Regions from separate parts of the Mus musculus genome. Here all the other regions are linked to region 3. Evidence: chromatin contacts called from public HiChIP or PLAC-seq data. All regions are on one chromosome and are shown on one strand. Each heading gives the region's core, a stretch centred on a gene start, on an enhancer-like site or on the middle of the called end of the contact. The rest is flanking DNA. Distances are from core to core; before and after follow the strand shown.

Region 1 (3,286 bases), core at 368-2,867, 230 kb after region 3:
TGAGATACTGTATTCTGATATGCATCAATAAATACTGTCAACATACATGTGAACATCCAACATGCATGTGAACATCTGTAAATAGAATCATTATCTCAGAGTGCTTCTCTCTTAGACGCTCCAAACTGTGGCCTTCTGAACTAAAGAGTTCCAGAAGCACACTGTTCTACGCTTCACAGCACAGGAGATCTCTAGATTTTGTTCCCACCTCTCACTGTCTCTGTCTCTCATCTTTGCATACCAATCTCAGGCACTTTCTCATGCCTGCCTCTTCCCCAGGCCTCCATCTCTTGTTTCCTCCAACCCCTTGTCTCCACCGTGAGCTGCTTACCTCCTGCCTCTCAGGATGTAGAGGAAGCACCACAAGACTAGACAGCTGGTACCGTTTGGGAACCAATGGCCCACTTAAGAAGCCTTGTGCCTCTTCCTCTATTTCCTGACAATGTCTCCCTCCAACCCCCACCCCCTGCATCTATTTTTCCAAAGTATTTTATCCAGTTTTCAGAAATAAAATCCATTCCAAATGAAAGCTATGCTACACTGCAAGTACACAGTTCACTAAGATGTCCCATGATCTTTAAATAAATGATTAAAAACAAACAAACAAACAAAACTGGACTGTTTGGTGAGATAGGCTGTTTCAGCCTCTCCTAGCCCTAGAGAAAATTCTAAAAAATTATGGCCTCTCTTAACTGTCACAAAACTGAGGTCACTACTGGAATTTAGTGAGTAGAAAAGTTCAACACTCCAAACAGCACAGTGCACACACAACGAAGAGTAGTACACCCAAGACACCAGTGGTGTCTGCAACCCCTCCTCCTCTAAGCCTGGACCTTAGAGAGCTTCACTTAGATATTCACTTAGCTAGCTTCAGGTGATTCCAACCTGAATTTGGCCAATCTTGACACTGCCGAGTTTTTAGAAATATGGACAATTAGTTACCTAAACCTGGCCACCCAGGTTCCAACAAATTCCAATTTCCAACAAATTTGCCTAGGATTGGGGGGAGCAGGGGCAGGGGCAGGGGCAGGGGCAGGGGCAGGGGCAGGGGCAGGGGCAGAGGCAGAGGCAGTGGCCTTTTCTCCAAGGTTGACTGCTAAAACGACTATTCTGAGTTCCACGGCCCCGTGTCTTATGCACTTCTTCACTCATCATGATTGTAGGACTATTTTGAGACAAAGAAGCAACAGGGGCCATTCCTCCTTGACACTAAATCAACATAATTCCACAGCCCTCTTCAGGGATCAGCACACAGTGGCCCTCTGAGCCTGGAGAGGAGCCAGGAAACATCCCTGCTCCCAGCTCCTGTAAGGCGGACTCCTCCTGATAAGAAAAGCACAGCTTTTATACATAGCAATGCTACTCACAACAAGTGAGCCATTCTTACATTCCTTCTCCAGTTCATTTCCCCTACAATTCTTTTCCCCTTGTCTTCACTCTCTCCTCCCCATCCTGCTGTACTCTTTGTATGACAAAAAAGAAAAAAAGGAAAAAAAAAAGTTGCTTCTGGCCAACTGTGACATCAACTCATTCTTATTCAGTGATGTCCAGCAGGAACTTCGCTCTCCCAAAACGTTTGCTCAGTTCTGAAGCAACAAAGATGACTAACTTCCTTCTGTTTGCCTTCCCTATGTTCTTGATCTATTTGCAGATCTTCTGAAACATTTCTCTGACACAAGGCCCTATACGTGTGCACAAAGAACTTTCCAGGCAGTCTCAGCAAGCTAAAACATTGCCCCTAAGTTACTAGAAAGGGTAACATAACAAGATGACTTGATCATTTTTTTTAAAGATTTATTTTTTATTATATGTAATTACACTGTAGTTGTCTTCAGACACACCGGAAGAGGGCGTCAGATCTCATTACAGATGGTTGTAAGCCACCATGTGGTTGCTGGGATTTGAACTCAGGACCTCGGGAATAGCAGTCAGTGCTCTTAATCACTGAGCCACCTCGCCAGCCCGACTTGATCATGTTTACACCCCACAAAAGATATTTCTGTTTCATCATTGTAAGAAAGAGCTAATAGATGATCCAAAAAGATAAAAGAAAAATAAAAAAGTAAGCCCCAGACTATTCTAGATCATTTGTTACTTATGGGAGGGAAAAAAGAAAAGGTAAGAATAGCAACCATGTATTATAACTACTTTCTGCTATATACTTCAGCAAGGCACCGTTTAAATGCTTTTGAAGGCCAACATTTTACTCTACACATTAAGTAATATAAAGTTTAAAGAGCTGACTAGGGACTGTGGTTCTGGTGTCTAAGTGGCCAGCCGTGATGGGAGCAGCAGACTGTGTCAGGCTCAGCTCCTCCTTTGCTAGGTCTCCGAGGCCCCACGCCCTGACTTGACCGCAGGGCTGGGAAGGCACCATTCACAGTCTAAGCATCATCTACGCTTTGCCTGACACTGTCGTATTCTGGGATGCGCACAAGGAACCCAACCATGGAACTGTGACAGGGCACGGCACTAACATTTCCTTCTGGGGCTCTCAGGGGCATGTTGTAGGAATGAATTCACTCAGATCCAAATCCTACCTAGCAGTGATTGGAGAGGTGCCATTCTGAGCTCAGTAATCTTCAAGCAGATAGCTAGCTCACTGTTTGTGAGTTCCAACATTTCTCATAAATATAAATTGAAGTAAACTAAAGAAGGAACAAGAATTTAAAAAAAAATCTATCTTCCTCTGTAACTGTGACGATTTAACAAAATTCCAGGATGTGGTGCAGCTTAGAGATACAGCACTTGACTAGCATGCAAGAGATCCTGGGTTCCATCCCTGACAATGAAACACACACACATACACACACACACACACACGTTTGTAGAGAAAAAGAAAATCATAGGTTGCTGCAATGCTGCGGCTGCTGAGTTTGTTTAAAGTTAACCTGAAAAAGACAAAGGAAGCAGCTCTGAAGGTTATAATTACAGAAAATTACTCAGGTGACTTCATCCCACCCACAGGCTCCTCCGAGGAGTACTTTATAAGCTAGTGTTCTGGAAGGGTACAGCTGCTAAGCATGGGTTTCATATGCTCCATTTAAAACATTATTTTATCAACACAATTGTTAATGGCTTCTAAATGAGAGTAGAAATTTCCAACAAGAGTGCCATAAATTCCTATTAGTATTCACTCTGGGTCTAGAGAACAGAACCCCAGATGGATCGCTCCTTGGCACAAACAGTAAAATAATAGTATAACGATTTCATAACCCCTACTCCTTTCCAAGAGCACTGCATACATCATTACTTGTGTGCTAAGTACACCAGCACAGAGTGTGTG
Region 2 (3,038 bases), core at 297-2,796, 200 kb after region 3:
ACAGTCTTCTTTTATTTTTTAATAAAAAATAAGAATCCTTATGGAGCTGCCAGGCATGGTGGTGCACACCTTTAATCCCAGCACTCGGGAGGCAGAGGCAGGCAGATTTCTGAGTTCGAGGCCAGCCTGGTCTGCAGAGTGAGTTCCAGGACAGCCAAGGCTATACAGAGAAACCCTGTCTCAAAAACCAAAAAAAAAAAAAAGAATCCTTATGGAGGACAGTTTGATGTATGTATATACAGCGAAAGGATATTTGCAGTCAGGCTATTTCTCTTCCGCTCCTGACTGGAGGCACCGTCAAGGTCTCCATCCTACACCCACCCTGGTCATTAGGTTTCCTACAGGTGGCCCCGCTGTCATGCAACGCCAACCCATTATGGCCCATCAACCCCTCTTTATTCACGTCACACTGCCGCTTCATGTCTAATGGGGATTCAGACCACCGAAAGCCTGGAGTGGGCCATGCTCAACTCACAAGTTTTCTGGGTCACCTAAGTTTTCTCCGGCCTTCTGGTCTACCTTTAGATCACCCCTTCCATTCCCACGGAAGACTCAGCGTTCTCTTTTCTGAATGACTCTCTCTTGCACAATGACAGTGGATAGATGTTCTCATTAATTATACTACAGGCTGAATGCTGTGTGTTACCACATACTGCTATTCTGGAGTGACCTTGTTTCCCCAAGGAAAGTCCTGAAGACCATCATTCTAAATAGGCTGCAAGAACAGCTTTCAGAATAAGGTCCAGCCTTTTATTCTCACGCATAGACTCTAACTCTGGAAATTAAAGAACAAAACTTCACTCCAGCAAGTCGCAGCTAAGCTGATTTACAGAAAACGCAAACACAGTGTTGGGACCGGCGCTTTTGGCCATCCACAGAGTGACCTGGAAGATGGAGCCTAGTAAACAATATTCTCTGGTTCGCTCATTATATTAACAAGTGTGACAGATAATTTGCAAGTTACAGCTACTGTCTCCTGAGTATCCGGGAAATGGCAGACACGACTGTACATTCTACACGCCTTACCTTTAGGTCCCATGACACTCCTCAAGGGAAGTATCATTTTCCTGCTAAACATGGGAAGTGGATTCTGAAAAGACAAAAATGCGCCCAAGGTCACCCAACCTGTCCCAGTAAGGCAGCTCGAAGGCAGCCGCGTCCACTTAACTTTTGCTCCTCTTCTTTATAGAATCCATTCATTCAAATGTCAGAGCAAGCAAATGGTTTTCAAAACCCCAATGAAGGAATCTATATACCAATTTTTAGTGTTTTCCAGTAAGAAAACACTTGATTTCTACCATAAACACCAGCATTTACTTTTTCCAAAAAAAAAAAAAAAAAGTAAGTAATGCATTACCAGATCTAAAATGGACATTCTGAGTGGCTACTGCGGGGCTGGCATCTCTTTGCACACCTCACCCGACAGGCACCACCTGGACCTCACACAAAGCAGGGAAAGCCGAGAGCCCTGCAAGATGTCCTCTAATAGAGGAAGGCTGCTCCAGAGTCATAGGCAGTTCACCTCACGTCACCCAGCTGACATGGACAGCCAACACCCAAGTCCAGATCTCCCGACTCCAAGAGCCACCACAGCACTGTCCCAGGCAGGTCCACAGTTAAGCCTGCTGACCATATTTTCTTTTCCATAATTTGTTCTGCCTAGCCACAAAATATAATTGTATAAGATCTAAAAGTAAGTTTCTCGGGACAACATTTACAAAAATCTATTGTTAAATAAGGTCAAAACTCAAAGGGTGATCTCAACAAAATGCATGGTCTCTGTGTGCTAGGACGAGGAAGGCGCTCAGGTGAGCCACAGGCTGGAGTTAGAAAGCCAGGCTGAGCAGAGCTCTAGCCACTTCCTTCTGCATTACGTAAACCTCCTTGGGCTCTCTAGTGCCCTGCCACTTCCTGTTGTGCAAGGACAAACAATGGGCAGACTGTCGCCAGTGTTTCCATTAATTACACCACAGGCTGAGTGGCATTGATTACCGCATACTGGACATTTTGAAATGACCCCATTTCCTTTGTTCAAATACTCTACCCAAGTGTTTCAGTAAAGGAACACAATTTACTCATGTCTTTGAGAGAATGAAGAGATACCAGCAGCTGGGGAATCTGAATGGCGTCATCACTGTTCCAATTATTATTTTATGGCTTGCCCAGCTTCCCTTTATGCTGGCTTCCCTTCTGAGCTATGTCTAACTAAGAAAGAAATCTTAAAACCTGTGTTAGTACCCTAAACAAAACCTGTTCGATCTGGCAGATCATGCCCCTCCCTGGACTTGAAAAGGCTGTAGACAGCAGCAAATAAGAGAAAGAAAGAGCTCAGTCAGGGTGTGTGGGCGTAAGACAGAAGGCTAGACAGGAACTATGTATGCATCAGAGTCTCACACTCACTATAATTCTCAGCTCCAGGCCTAATACTGAGACCCTGGGGATGGAAGGCTAATATCAAGTACTGGGCCCCAAAAGTCAGAGAAAAAATTGGGAAAGACAGTCAGACAGATGAAAACCTCCAAACACACAGAGCTATCATTTTAGGACTCCTTGTTTCAATGTCCGAGATGAAAGGAAAGTAAGTCTGTACAAGTTAAATAACATTCTGGTATTCTTACACAGTGGCAACCCGGATTAGCTAAGTGCTCTGTAATCCCTCTGAGGATCTCACAGCATGAGCACTGCCCCTGCGACCCAGAGAACAACTGCAGGTGTGGTTGAGATAAAGACCTCACTAAACTCCTCTACCATTGGCCTGAAGAATGAACCTGGGATGGTGACATCAGACTAAGGATTTGGTAATACCACCCCTGCCATCAGCCAGGAGCTATTATATTATAGCTAGTATAAACTAGACTGGATGGTTGCTCATGACTGATAAGTCTAGGGGTCCACATCATTTCCCACTCACAGTAGGTGTAACTATGCAAATTAATCCAGAAAACATTTTCCAAAGTCTAAGGAAGAAGCAAACCCTTCCTTCTGATAAGGGACAGAGGATGGTTAGGCTGCTGTCTGATGAAGGAGGAGTGTCTCAG
Region 3 (3,213 bases), core at 300-2,799:
GCGTTTCATGTAGCCCAGGCTGGTTTATGACTCCATACGTGGGGATTGCCCTGAACTTCTGATCCTGCCTCTATAGGTCTACCACCAAGTCCCATTTTACTCAGTTCTGCATAAATCCGTGGCTTTTAGGCAAGGAGCCTACCAACTGATCTACAAACCCCATTTTTTTTCTTCTTCAATGTACCACCATACCCAGATTGTATAGGAAAAAAAATGTTCAAAGTATGCTAAATTTTACTATTATATTGAACATAAAAAAAAAAATCCGAGGTGAGATGATAGCTTCTCTTGAGACAAATGTTGGAAGCATGACAAGTCTTCAAGTTCTGACCTCTTCTGTTCACATACATACATTTCCCCCTTCTTACTGGTTAAAATCTCACTTTTTCTGGTAGAAAAATGTTACAAATCTAAAGACTTCAATCTCACCGGTCAAAAAATAGGGTCTAATAAAATTGCCAAATAAATTCCATTGTTTTGAAAACTAGAAAAATGCTCAGGCTTAGCTAAGTTGCCAGTTATTAATTTTTTTTGAACGTACTGGAATCTATCAATAGAAATTCCTTCACAAATCAGTTTGCCTCTACTTGCAAATGGATAACCATATCTAAAATAATCTATGCTTATCAGATAATATTTTATGAGCACTGTCTGAGTCTATTTAGAGCGGACTTTGAAGGGACATTCAGACTCTTATGAACTAACTGGCTTCTGCTTTAAAGGGCTACTGCTTCTAGTGTCAGCTCTTTCTAGTTTCAAAATTTGCATGGCCGCCTTTCTGAGTCGCCTTCAAGAACAGTCTTAGCCCAGTCAGGAATTGCTCGAACTCCGGCGGCCTTAGGGTCAGGCTTATTTGCATCTTTGCTAAACAAAGTCCATCCTTTGAGGCGTCAGCGCCGCCGGTCTTCGCTCTCACGCTCCGCTGCTCACTTCAGCGACGGTGGCGTGCACAGCACCTGGGTCATCTGTGCTCACGATCCTGCCGCGACACCGACTCTGGGCGTTGTGGTTCTCATTTCAGGGCTCCGAGATTCCCACGGCACACTCGGCTGCTCGCTCCCTAGTCCCGGGACTAGGAGGCGCGGTTTTCCCGGAGAAATCCACGTCAGCCGCGCAGGCGCAGGCGCAGGATCTGGGCGGAGGGAAGGGGCCTGCGCTCGGCCCGCGGTAAACAAGCACTGCGCAGGCGCCGTGCGCCAAGGTGATTTTTTTTTTGTTTTGTTTTTTGTTTTTTGGTTTGCATAGCATCATAAAAAAGGGGGAAGGCCAAAGCAAACCCTAGCATCTTAAGACGATCGACGGTGTGGCTTCTGCTACTCTCACTCTGAGGCACCGGCTGCGCGACCATGGCAGCCATAACTCTTCCACAGAGCTGCCGGCCTTGAGCTCTTTCGCTCACTGTCTACACTGAGGCTGAGAGGACAGAGAAAAGACAGAGAAAAAAAAGAAGAAAGAAAGAAGATTTAAAGGAGAGGTGGTGGGCGGTTCCCACAACGCCACCGTAAAGACCTCTGTGCCTCTTTCCCCAGACAACGCGAGATCCTGTGCCAGCCGGGACTCCGCCCCCGCCCCGCCCGTGGCTGTGTGCGCATGCGCTGGGCTTTTTGGCGCGCAAACCGTTCAGAACTTCCTGCTTGGTCACAGGTGGCCCCGTCGGCCCCCGAGGGATGTCAGTCAGGTCGGAGCCGGGGATTCACGCCCACTGCGGCACGTCCTTAGGGATTTTTCGGTCAAAATTCCACTTGACTGTAACTCGCCCCCCCCATTCTTCTGTTCTCGTATGGGTCATGAGGTCTCCGCGAATCCAAGAGTCAGAGTGGGAAGAGAACCCCTCGCGGTTTTTAAAAGATGTTGCGATTTCGTTGTGTGGCACGCGAGCTAACTGGCATAAAAGGATAAATCTGGGGAACGAACGGGACTTCCCCCCCCCCACCCCCGAAGATTCTGAGAGGCTGTGAATGTGGACCGGGCTAACACAGTGATATGAAGATGAGAAGTTTTAAAAATGGAAGGAGCCAATGAAGGCTTGAGAGATGAGGCTAGGAGGAATTAGAGCAGTAGAGGAAGTTTAGCTTAAAATATTTACGCATATTTATAAGCAAGTAGGCAGCAGTGCCGCATATTTAGTCTACGATAGCGAAGTGAAATGGGGATGTCTTTGAGTGCAACAGAAACATTTTTTAAAGTTGTCGCAGGCAAGAGCTGAGGTTGGGGCGGGGTAAAACAGATAATCTGGAGTCTTAGGATGTTGCAAGTGTGGACCGCTCTGACTGATTTGGCCTCTTTTCTCTCTCAGGGGACGTGGAACACCTGCACAAACTGGATTTTTGCCCTATCACGACTCTGAGGTACCATCCGGCAACTGAAGTGTCCTCTTTCCAATAGAATGCCTGGCCTCTCCCACCAACTTCACGGTTCAGCCGGAATGAAATTTGGCTAACAAGTCACTCAGATGAGTCACTGGCTCATTACAAGATTATAGATTTCTAATCTATAGCCTTCCAGTTGTGTAGATCTTAGGATTCACTCTAATATTGGGAGCAGTGCTATATAGTACAGACAGTATTGTCATTTTTACTGTCCCTGGAGATTGTTTGCAGGACCTTGCACAAGTCCCGCAATGCATGATGCTCAAGTCCCCTGCGTAATGAGGTATACTATTTGCATATGACCCTTGTACATCTTTCTGTAAAGTTTAAACAATCTCTAGATTATTTGTGATATGTACATCGATGTAAATGCTATGTAAATAGCTCCTGTACTATATTGTATAGGGAGTAATGGCAAGAAAAGCATTCAGTACAGATGCAAATTTATCTTCTCTATTTTTATATCTGCTTTTGGCTGAATGTGAGGATGTGAAACCCATGGATGTGGGGGGTTGACTCCTCTCTCTCTCTCTCTTTCTCTCTCTCTCTCTCTCTCTCTCTCTCTCTCTCTCTCTCTCTCTGCCTGTGTGAAAGAGTTACCTCACTGTATTGATCAGATATGCCTAAATGGACTAAAAAAATCTAGTCTCTTATCTCAACTTTCTGAATAGCTGACACTCCCAAGTGTGTGTTGGGTACAGTTCTGGATATATTTTGATCCTTTGTGTGCTTTATAAAGAAAATGCAGGAAGATTGACGGGATATATAATTTGACTAGTCCTAACAACAGAGTAGCAATATAGCTTCCTTTGTAAGAAAACAAAGAATGGAAGGTCTTAGGATT

What was found. HiChIP or PLAC-seq counts read pairs in DNA pulled down with a chosen protein or histone mark.
Region 1: a contact with region 3 is called in an H3K4me3 HiChIP or PLAC-seq map of stem cell-derived neural progenitor cells, with 47 read pairs. The contact joins the enhancer-like site here to the promoter of 2810454H06Rik in region 3. A contact is called at or near these places in 4 of 39 promoter capture datasets (3T3-L1-derived adipocytes, the HPC-7 cell line, Sertoli cells and 1 more), 1 of 15 datasets of contacts at CTCF or cohesin (the NIH/3T3 cell line), 3 of 484 Hi-C or Micro-C datasets (bone marrow-derived macrophages, cerebral cortex and uterus), 23 of 115 datasets of contacts at active chromatin or transcription factors (the 230-238 cell line, the NIH/3T3 cell line, bone marrow-derived macrophages and 14 more) and 4 of 9 other capture datasets (adipose tissue, liver, macrophages and 1 more).
Region 2: a contact with region 3 is called in an H3K4me3 HiChIP or PLAC-seq map of bone marrow-derived macrophages, with 3 times the contacts expected there. The contact joins the enhancer-like site here to the promoter of 2810454H06Rik in region 3. A contact is called at or near these places in 2 of 484 Hi-C or Micro-C datasets (muscle stem cells and nephron progenitors), 3 of 115 datasets of contacts at active chromatin or transcription factors (bone marrow-derived macrophages, embryonic stem cells and pancreatic cancer cells) and 3 of 9 other capture datasets (adipose tissue, liver and pancreatic islet).

What each region holds. Positions count from the first base shown.
Region 1 is chr6:134,669,327-134,672,612 of GRCm38.p6, reverse strand. The region is part of intron 2 of Borcs5 (BLOC-1 related complex subunit 5); the gene reads right to left. Among named protein-coding and RNA genes, the nearest start is that of Borcs5, 30 kb to the right of the region's middle. Within about 2 kb of position 1,617, at least 93 of the 459 cell types and tissues checked have an H3K27ac peak or open chromatin away from gene starts, as enhancers often do. A contact at or near this core is called in Sertoli cells, adipose tissue, bone marrow-derived macrophages and 5 more, where this site is marked.
Region 2 is chr6:134,699,924-134,702,961 of GRCm38.p6, reverse strand. The region is part of intron 3 of Borcs5 (BLOC-1 related complex subunit 5); the gene reads right to left. Among named protein-coding and RNA genes, the nearest start is that of Gm36328, 52 kb to the left of the region's middle. Within about 2 kb of position 1,546, at least 183 of the 459 cell types and tissues checked have an H3K27ac peak or open chromatin away from gene starts, as enhancers often do. A contact at or near this core is called in adipose tissue, bone marrow-derived macrophages, liver and 3 more, where this site is marked.
Region 3 is chr6:134,896,297-134,899,509 of GRCm38.p6, reverse strand. 2810454H06Rik (RIKEN cDNA 2810454H06 gene) reads right to left here and starts at 1,549. Exons shown (of 1, transcript NR_029441.1): 1 at 1-1,549. Gpr19 (G protein-coupled receptor 19) reads left to right here and starts at 1,316. Exons shown (of 4, transcript NM_001362050.1): 1 at 1,316-1,678; 2 at 2,297-2,348. RefSeq lists a cis regulatory region at 1,369-1,904.